2 separate regions of the Oryctolagus cuniculus genome follow, and region 1 is linked to region 2. The links are chromatin contacts, called in public Hi-C maps. All regions are on one chromosome and are shown on one strand. The core of a region is the stretch at or near the end of the contact, and the rest is flanking DNA. Distances in the headings are between cores, read along the strand shown.

Region 1 (3,934 bases), core at 588-3,087, 130 kb after region 2:
AATACCTAAGCAGATGTTTAGTAAGGTTTTAGTAAGATACATTATGAAAGGCAAATCCTTCCTAGCAAATTATTTGGATGATATAAGAAGGGACTGAAATGCAAATTAGGATTTTCTTTCTGTAAAATTACTGAACTCACTGTGTCCAGATCAATTCTTTTTAAAATAAAACACTGTGAGATCTCTACACTTTTGGCTGTCCCCACGTGGGTCTCCCTGGGCTCTCCTGTCCACTGGCGTGTGCCCCATCTTCTCTCAGCACCCACCGTCTTCATTACTGGAGCTGTTAGAACACTGGGGGGCTGCAGCTCCAGCAACTCCACTTTTCTGTTTTCTCACATTTCCATAGGAATTTTTTAATTCATTTATTTTCATTATTTGGAAGGCAGAGATGGACAGGCATGAAGAGAACCAGAGGCTGGGTTACTCCCCAAATTCCTAAGGCCCATTTGATCTGGACAGATCGTCCTGGTCATGTCTGCTCCTCTCTCATACCTGGTGTTGGCCTTTACTTCTCCCTCCCCCTCTACCCCTCTCCCCCTTTCCCGTCGCCTTGCTGCGGCTCTGTCAGTTACATCAGTCTTTTCAAGGAACAAACTGTGTTCATTGGTTTTCTCTATTGTTTTTCTGTTTTCAGTTTCAATGCCCTCTACCCCATACCATTTCCTTCTTCCTGCTTGCTTTGGGTTTATTTTGCCCTCTCTTTTTCTAACTTCTTGAGGTAGAAACTTTGTTACGGGTTTGATATTGTTCTCTAATAAGAACATTTAGTCCTGTAAATTCCCCTGTAAGCACTGTTTGGCTGCATCCCAAAGATTTTTTGTACATTTTCATTTTCACTCCAGCAACTTTTTAAGTTTCCTTGGATCTCTCTGGCCGATGGATTATTTCAAAGTGTGCTGTTTAATTTTTTTTTTTTTAATTTTTTTTGACAGGCAGAGTGGACAGTGAGAGAGAGAGAGAGAAAGGTCTTCCTTTTGCCGTTGTCTTTTGAGATTTTCCTGCTGTCTTGTTTGCTGATTTCCAGTTGGGTTCCATGGTGGACAGGTAGTATACTTTTTACAACTTCAGTTCTTTTAAATTTGTGAAGATTTGTTTTATGAGTCAGGATGAGATGAGGTCTAACTTGGTATCTATTAGTTATTAAGGTCATCCCCTCCCCCTAAGGGACCTGGTCCGAAGATACCATGTATCACTTCTACCCATGTCCCATGGGTTAGAACTAAGTTCTGTGGCCACATCTACCTGCGCAGATGTTAGCCGTGTGCCCAGAAGAAAGCGTGACTGGAGTTTAAGGATCACATAGCACTGGTTCTCGGTTCTGTTCTTTTTATTTTCTCCCTTTATTCCTACTTCCAATCCCACAGGCACACATCTCACTGTGTTTCACTACATCCCTCTGGTCTACTTTCTTGGTAATTAATGAAATTGTTACGAGTCTTTGAAAAATACATTGAATTTCTGAGTATATTTAAAATGCATATGAATGTTTATCATTCTGATTACTAATTTTTTCACTGTATATCAATGTTTTTAAGATGTTTATGTTGCTGCATATAAATCTAATTCATCCCTTCTGGCTACTTAAAAATACTCTTTATCCATAGTAACTCAGCATTTTACTTACTCATTCCCCTGTGTACAAAACAAAAAACTTTACTAATAATGTCATGTTCTAATTATCTTGGCTGCAAAACAAAGCACCCCTCACTTAGTGACTTAAGATGACAGCAAGCATTTATTCTACTCACAGATCTGCAAACTGGGCCAGGACTGGCAGGGACAGCACCATCAGCTAGAGCTGGTGGTGACTCAGCAGGCTGGGGCTGGGGCAGGGAAAGCCTCTCCCGTCATCTGGGACCTCAGCCAAGGCTCACTGCCAGACCCGCATGAGGCACGGCCGTGTCGCCGTGGTGGCTGGGCTCCGAGAGGGCCAGGCAGATGTGCGTGGTGTTCAGGATCCAGGCAACCAAGTCTCCCTGAGCCGCTCCGCTGTGCCCTGTGCTTGGGGAGGGCGGGACGCTCCCAGGCTCCGAGGCGAAGGTAGCCCCTCACGACCTGCTGCAAGGACAGCAGGTGGAGCGGGCTCGCCCGCAGCACTCTTTAGTCAAGACGATTTGGTGCATTTGTGAACGTGAAAAATTAGATTTGGATATAACTACATGGCTTGAGGCTGATGGGCGAAGATGTTTAATTGTGGAATTCCAAATAGGCTTTTATTTTGCCTTTTTGCCAGAGTTCTAGGGTGTAGCCAAGAAACGCTTGCTCCCTGTATCCCTGGACTTTTTCCTGTGGTTATCAATACCTTTCCCTGGGTTCGTTCTTTGTGTGAGATCCACCAGTTCATACAGGATGATCACTAAACCTGTGCACACTGAATGTAATAAGGAAAAGTAGAGTTTTTTTTTTTCTTTCTCTCCTTTATAAAATGTATCTGGGGTGGCGGTGCCGGCACTGTGGCATAGCAGGTAAAGCCACCAACTGCAGTGCCGGCATCTCATATAGGCACTGATTGCAGTCCTGGCTGCTCCACTCCTGATCCAGCTCCCTGCTAATGCACCTGGGAAAGCAGTGGAAGATGGCCCAAGTGCTTGGGCCCCTGCACCCGCGGGGGAGACCTGGAGGAGGCTCCTGGCTTTGGTCTGGCCCAGCCCTAGCTGTTGCGGCCACCTGGGGAGTGAACCAGCGCAAGGATCTCTGTCTCTCCCTCTAACTCTTTCAAATAAATATTTTTTGAAAAACATGGAAGTAGGCCCATAATCTTTGCAGCGCTCATGCCTTCTCTCGGACCTCTCCCGAGACTGTTAACCTGACGGTGCCTGCACAGGCAGCATCGTCGGAAGAGCTCGGCCTGTGGTCTGGGGATGCGACACGGTGAGGGCACGAGTGTTCTGGCAGTCAGGACAGGGCGGGCTGTAGGGCGTCCATCCAAAATGGGGGACGTGAGGAGAGGGGAGAAGGGGCAGGGGGAAGGGGAGAGAGGTCCTACTTCTTGAATGGGCCCAGGAAGGTTTTCCATTGGCTGCCCTCGGCACCGTCTCTGCAAAGGTTGATGTTGCCTAAGATGACCTTGGAAACCACACGCTGAAGCGGGCAGAGCCAGACCCTCTGACCCTCCCCCTGATCTGAAACCTCCTGGGACGGCCTGGGCAGTGCTGTTGTGCATCAGCCATTACATAGTTAGGGCGTCCTTGTCACAGCAGTTAGCCTTCCTTCAATTCCGTGCATCACCTCGACTATCCTCTCCCAGTTACAAACTACTCCCCAAATGCGGCGACTTAGAAGCCTAGTCTCAATTAACTTGGAGTCTCTGGGTCAGACACTGGGGTTCTTGCCTGTGCTTGTCCGTGTAACTCCATGCAGCACGTGGGTCATCTGGACCAGTTGGTCCGGTGCTACCTCACTCACACGCCTGGAGACAGGCGCTGGCTGCTGGCTGGACCGCTGTCTCCAGCAGGCTTGCCTGCGATCATTCTTGTGACGGTGGAAGCGTTCCCAGCAGCAGGGGCGGGCAGGCCCCGATCTGCAAGTACTTCTCCAGCGTCTGCTTGCAGTGCCTTTGACGGGGAGCCTTGACCTTGCAAGTCACATGGGAAGAGGAAGCCATCTTATTGGGCCATATGTGTTACTATACTAATGAAAAAACGAGGCATGTAAGATGTATATTCACACATATACATCTTAGTTGCCTATCTGAAAAGAGCCAGCCATGAGGCCGTTGTCAGAACCAGTGAGCTCAGTTCTAATTTTAGTGTTGGGTATGATAAAAAAATCACTTGGTTTTATTTATTTATTTATTATTTATTTTTTGACAGGCAGAGTGGACAGTGAGAGAGAGAGACAGAAAGGTCTTCCTTTACCGTTGGTTCACCCTCCAATGGCTGCTGCGGCCGGCGCATCGCACTGATCCAAAGCCAGGAGCCAGGTGCTTCCT
Region 2 (4,008 bases), core at 630-3,129:
GGATCAGAATTGGAGCAGGTGGGTTTGAAATAGCGCTTTGATATGGGATGCTGGTGTAGTAGGTAGCTTAACCTGCTGTGCCACAGTGGCCCCTCAGTGAACTCTTTAATAGGCTAATTCAGGGTCATAGACAACTGCTGTTTGTACAGGAGACTGTGTTGGAAAAATAACAAGGCCCAAGTTGCCTTCACTCATGGAATGTTAACAACGAAGAGAAATAAATTTGCCACACCCAGCATTCATATTTGGTCTCCCTCCAATCTGACCGCACTAAGTCCACTGCCCCTCTTGACCCCTATCATCCTAGGAATAGCAGCCTGTTGGCACAGGAGGGGCACACAGAGAGGGCAGGAGAAGCACTGAGCAAACTGAAATGCAGTGCTGTGGCAGTCAGGCCGGGGTAGCCTGTGTGTGCTCCCATGCAAGTCCAGCACAGAGCTAGTCCTGTGTCTTGCCACAACCCACCCAAGAAATGTTTTATCTGTTGAGCCGGCGCCGTGGCTCAATAGGCTAATCCTCCACCTTGCGGCGCCGGCACACCGGGTTCTAGTCCCGGTTGGGGCGCCGGATTCTGTCCCGGTTGCCCCTCTTCCAGGCCAGCTCTCTGCTATGGCCAGGGAGTGCAGTGGAGGATGGCCCAGGTGCTTGGGCCCTGCACCCCATGGGAGACCAGGAAAAGCACCTGGCTCCTGGCTCCTGCCAGGATCAGCGCGGTGCGCCGGCTGCAGCGGCGGCCATTGGAGGGTGAACCAACGGCAAAAGGAAGACCTTTCTCTCTCTGTCTCTCTCTCTCACTGTCCACTCTGCCTGTCAAAAAAAAAAAAAAAAAAAAAAAAAAAAAGAAATGTTTTATCTGTTAAAGATTTGTTTATTACTTGAAAGGCAGAGTTGCAGAGACTCACTCCCCAAATGGCCACAATGGCCAGGGCTGGGCCAGCTGAAATCAGGAGGCTGATGCTTCTGGGTCTCCCATTGGGTGGCAGGAGCCCAAGCATTTGGGTCATCTGCTGCCGCTTTCCTAGGTGCATTAGCAGGGACCTGGATCTGGAACAGGGGGTTCTCAAACCAGCACTCATATGGAATGCTAGTGTTACAGGTGGCAGCTTAACCCCCTGTGCCACAACATAGGCCCAAGAAATGGTTTTGTGCTGCCCACCTAGAGTTCAGCTCCTTGCTTCTCCAGTGTGCTGTTTCCCTCCACATTGCTCCGCAGCACTGGCACCAGGAACCAGGAAGTGTGCCTGTCACTTTTGACTCAGCCTTCTCGGTCACACACAATAGCCAGTTGGTCTGCAAGACCCATGGAGGCTGCTGTCTCTCGAGGGTGCTGGAATCTGCCCCGCCTTTGCTCCAGTTCAGTTTCTCTTCCCTTCTTGCCTGGGTGACTACATCAGCCTCCTAACGAGTCTTGCATTTGACCAGCTTTCCTCTTTCAGATCAGTCCACTCCCCACAATGCCACCGAGCCATCTTTGCAAACCACAGGCAGGGTCATGCTACTTCCCTCTTTAGGAAAGCTCATTCGCAGCTGAGCCCAGCACAGCAGGCTGGTTACACGGTGCCCAGGCCTCCCTCTCCAGCCTGTCCTCTCACCTCTCCAGCTCTTCTCCCAGCTGTCAGGAACTGCTTGCAGTTCTTCAGACAACACAGCTCACCCCACCACATGTGCCCTTGATCCTGAGCGTCTTGGCCAGTGGACATCAACTGTCTCTCGAGACCTCCTTTGCTGTCACCCAGGGCCTGCTTCTTTGTCCCACTGCCCAGCTCCAGTATGAATTTACCACAGTGCAGTGTAATCACCTCTTTATTTATATCCAGGTCCCCTGACTATAAGTCATAAGCTTTTTGAAGGCAGGGACCGTGTTTGGTTCAGCTTCCCATGCCCAGTGTCAAAGCACATTTCATATGCTCAGCTGCTCTGTTTAAAGAATGAAGACCTCTCCAGGGTGGATCCTAAAGTATCCTGTACACCCGAGATGACCCCGCTCAGGGCCACGTTCCAAAATCTACTCAGTTGAGACTTACATCCCTAGAGTTGGGCCAGAGCCCCAGGAGCTTCTGGGAAACAGGGTGGGGCAAGTGGACCAGTTGCTCTTATTACTTTATTTTCTTTCTTGTTACTGGGGAAAGACAGTCCCTCAGCTACCTTACCTTTCCCACCCTGGTCTGACTTGGGGGCATAGATCGTTCAGTAGCCGCACAAAGGGAATTGGCCCCCTAAGGTATGGACTGCCCTGGCTGCCAAGTGGAGAAGACCGCGGACGTGACACCGGGCTTAATGTGGTGACAACAGTCAGCTATGGCGGTGGTATTACAGCTGCTGGCCTCTCACGGTCCACAGCAGTTACTGGAAGTCTCCTGTGTGCTGAGTGTCTTGGAGCTCTCTAGAAGCACGGTGGGGAGTTTAAAATAAAACAGAAAGAGCTCCTGTGCTTGGGAGGCTTCCAGACCTAGATTTAAAATATGAGCCTTGCCTTTGTTGGAGAGTTTTGCGGGAAGAGGTGGTAAGGCCAATGTCTTCTAGGACCTTCAATCATTCACGTACAACCGTGGTGATTTGAGCAAGTGGCAGGAGGCAGGGAGCAGAGTGCGTGTGCACTGGCAGGGAGACTGTGGCGTGATGCAGCAGAGAGCTATTTTCCTTCTAAGCTCGTCTTTCCCTCCTGTAGGGTGGGAGAACCCCTCAGTGCTGACCCCATGACATGCCTTCCTACGCCCCAGGAAAGAGCTGGGATTCCTTTCAAACACTATTTGTAGAATCTGAGCTTTCTCTGTAATGGAGGAGAGCATTCTAGACTGGGGTGCTCTGTGTTGAGGGTGTTTAAATAAGGGACTTTCGAGGATTTTGAAAAATATGTATTGTTTGTAAGCCAAGGTGAATTGGGAATAGAATATCTAAATTTAAGTTCTTATTAATACCCCATCCCATTTTGATAAGCAAGAATTAAGTTATTTTTGTTGGCAGGTGCTGACATTCTGTTCAAGCTGTTTTCTTTTTTAAACACTGTCCTCTCTGAAATGCATTTCTTGTTACTTAAACAATTTTTAATTTACTTGAGAAACATAAATAGCTAGATGGAAATTTCCTATCTGCCAGTTCAATCCCCAAGTGCCTGCAACAGCTGGGGCTGGGCCAGGCTGAAGCCAGGAGCCAGGAACTGAATCAAGTCGCTAAGTAGCAAGCACTCAGCAACTTAATTCATCACCCCTGCCTCGCAGGGTGTGCATTAGCAGAAAGCTGGAATTGGAGGGAAGCAGGGAATTGAACCCAGACACTCCAGTGTGGGATATGGACATCTTAACCACGATTTCAAACACAAAACAGCTCCTCAAGCTGTTTTTAGATAGCAAAATGATCCCTACATCTGTGTTAGACATAGCATAGGGCTCTGGCAATCAACTGGTTAACATGAAATTATTTTTTTTTTAAAGATTTACTTATTTATTTGAAAGTCAGAGTTACACAGAGAGAGGAGAGGCAGAGAGAGAGAGAGGTCTTCCATCCAGTGGTTCACACCCCAGATAGCCACAACAGCCGGAGCTACACTGAAGCCAGGAGCCAGGAGGTTCTTCCAGGTCTCCCACGCAGGTGCAGGGGTCCAAGGACTTGGGCCATCTTCCACTGCTTTCCCAGGCCATAGCAGAGAGCTGGATGGGAAGTGGGGCAGCTGGGACTAGAACCGGTGCCCATATCAGATGCCGGCGCTTCAGGCCAAAGCGTTAACCCGCTGAGCCACAGCACCGGCCCCATGAAATGATTCTGTGACACACTTAAGCCTATTCTGGACCCTAAAGGCTCTTTAGTCCAAGTGTCTAACCTGTAGAATCAAGAGAAATTAAAAGAAGAAGAAACGCTTTCAGAGCTAGTGATTTCAAATAGCTCATCTCTGGTCTCTTAATGACAATGTCTTTTTCAAATTCCGTCGATCTACCTGTCTCTATACATCTATTCATTTCATAGCCGAAAGACACAGATTTGTCATTATGACATGTAATATTATTATTATAA

Evidence for each region. A called contact is a pair of places that touch in the nucleus more often than the background predicts.
Region 1: a contact with region 2 is called in a Hi-C map of an unstated tissue, with 3 times the contacts expected there. The contact joins two enhancer-like sites. A contact is called at or near these places in 3 of 6 Hi-C or Micro-C datasets (ear pinna, psoas muscle and an unstated tissue).

What each region holds. Positions count from the first base shown.
Region 1 is chr16:21,725,729-21,729,662 of mOryCun1.1, forward strand. It overlaps the pseudogene LOC138845867. Among named protein-coding and RNA genes, the nearest start is that of NOD1, 61 kb to the right of the region's middle. Within about 2 kb of position 1,838, at least 2 of the 8 cell types and tissues checked have an H3K27ac peak or open chromatin away from gene starts, as enhancers often do.
Region 2 is chr16:21,597,437-21,601,444 of mOryCun1.1, forward strand. LOC138845868 (a long non-coding RNA gene) reads right to left here. Exons shown (of 2, transcript XR_011383132.1): 2 at 3,418-3,817. Among named protein-coding and RNA genes, the nearest start is that of ZNRF2, 5.5 kb to the right of the region's middle. Within about 2 kb of position 1,880, at least 1 of the 8 cell types and tissues checked has an H3K27ac peak or open chromatin away from gene starts, as enhancers often do.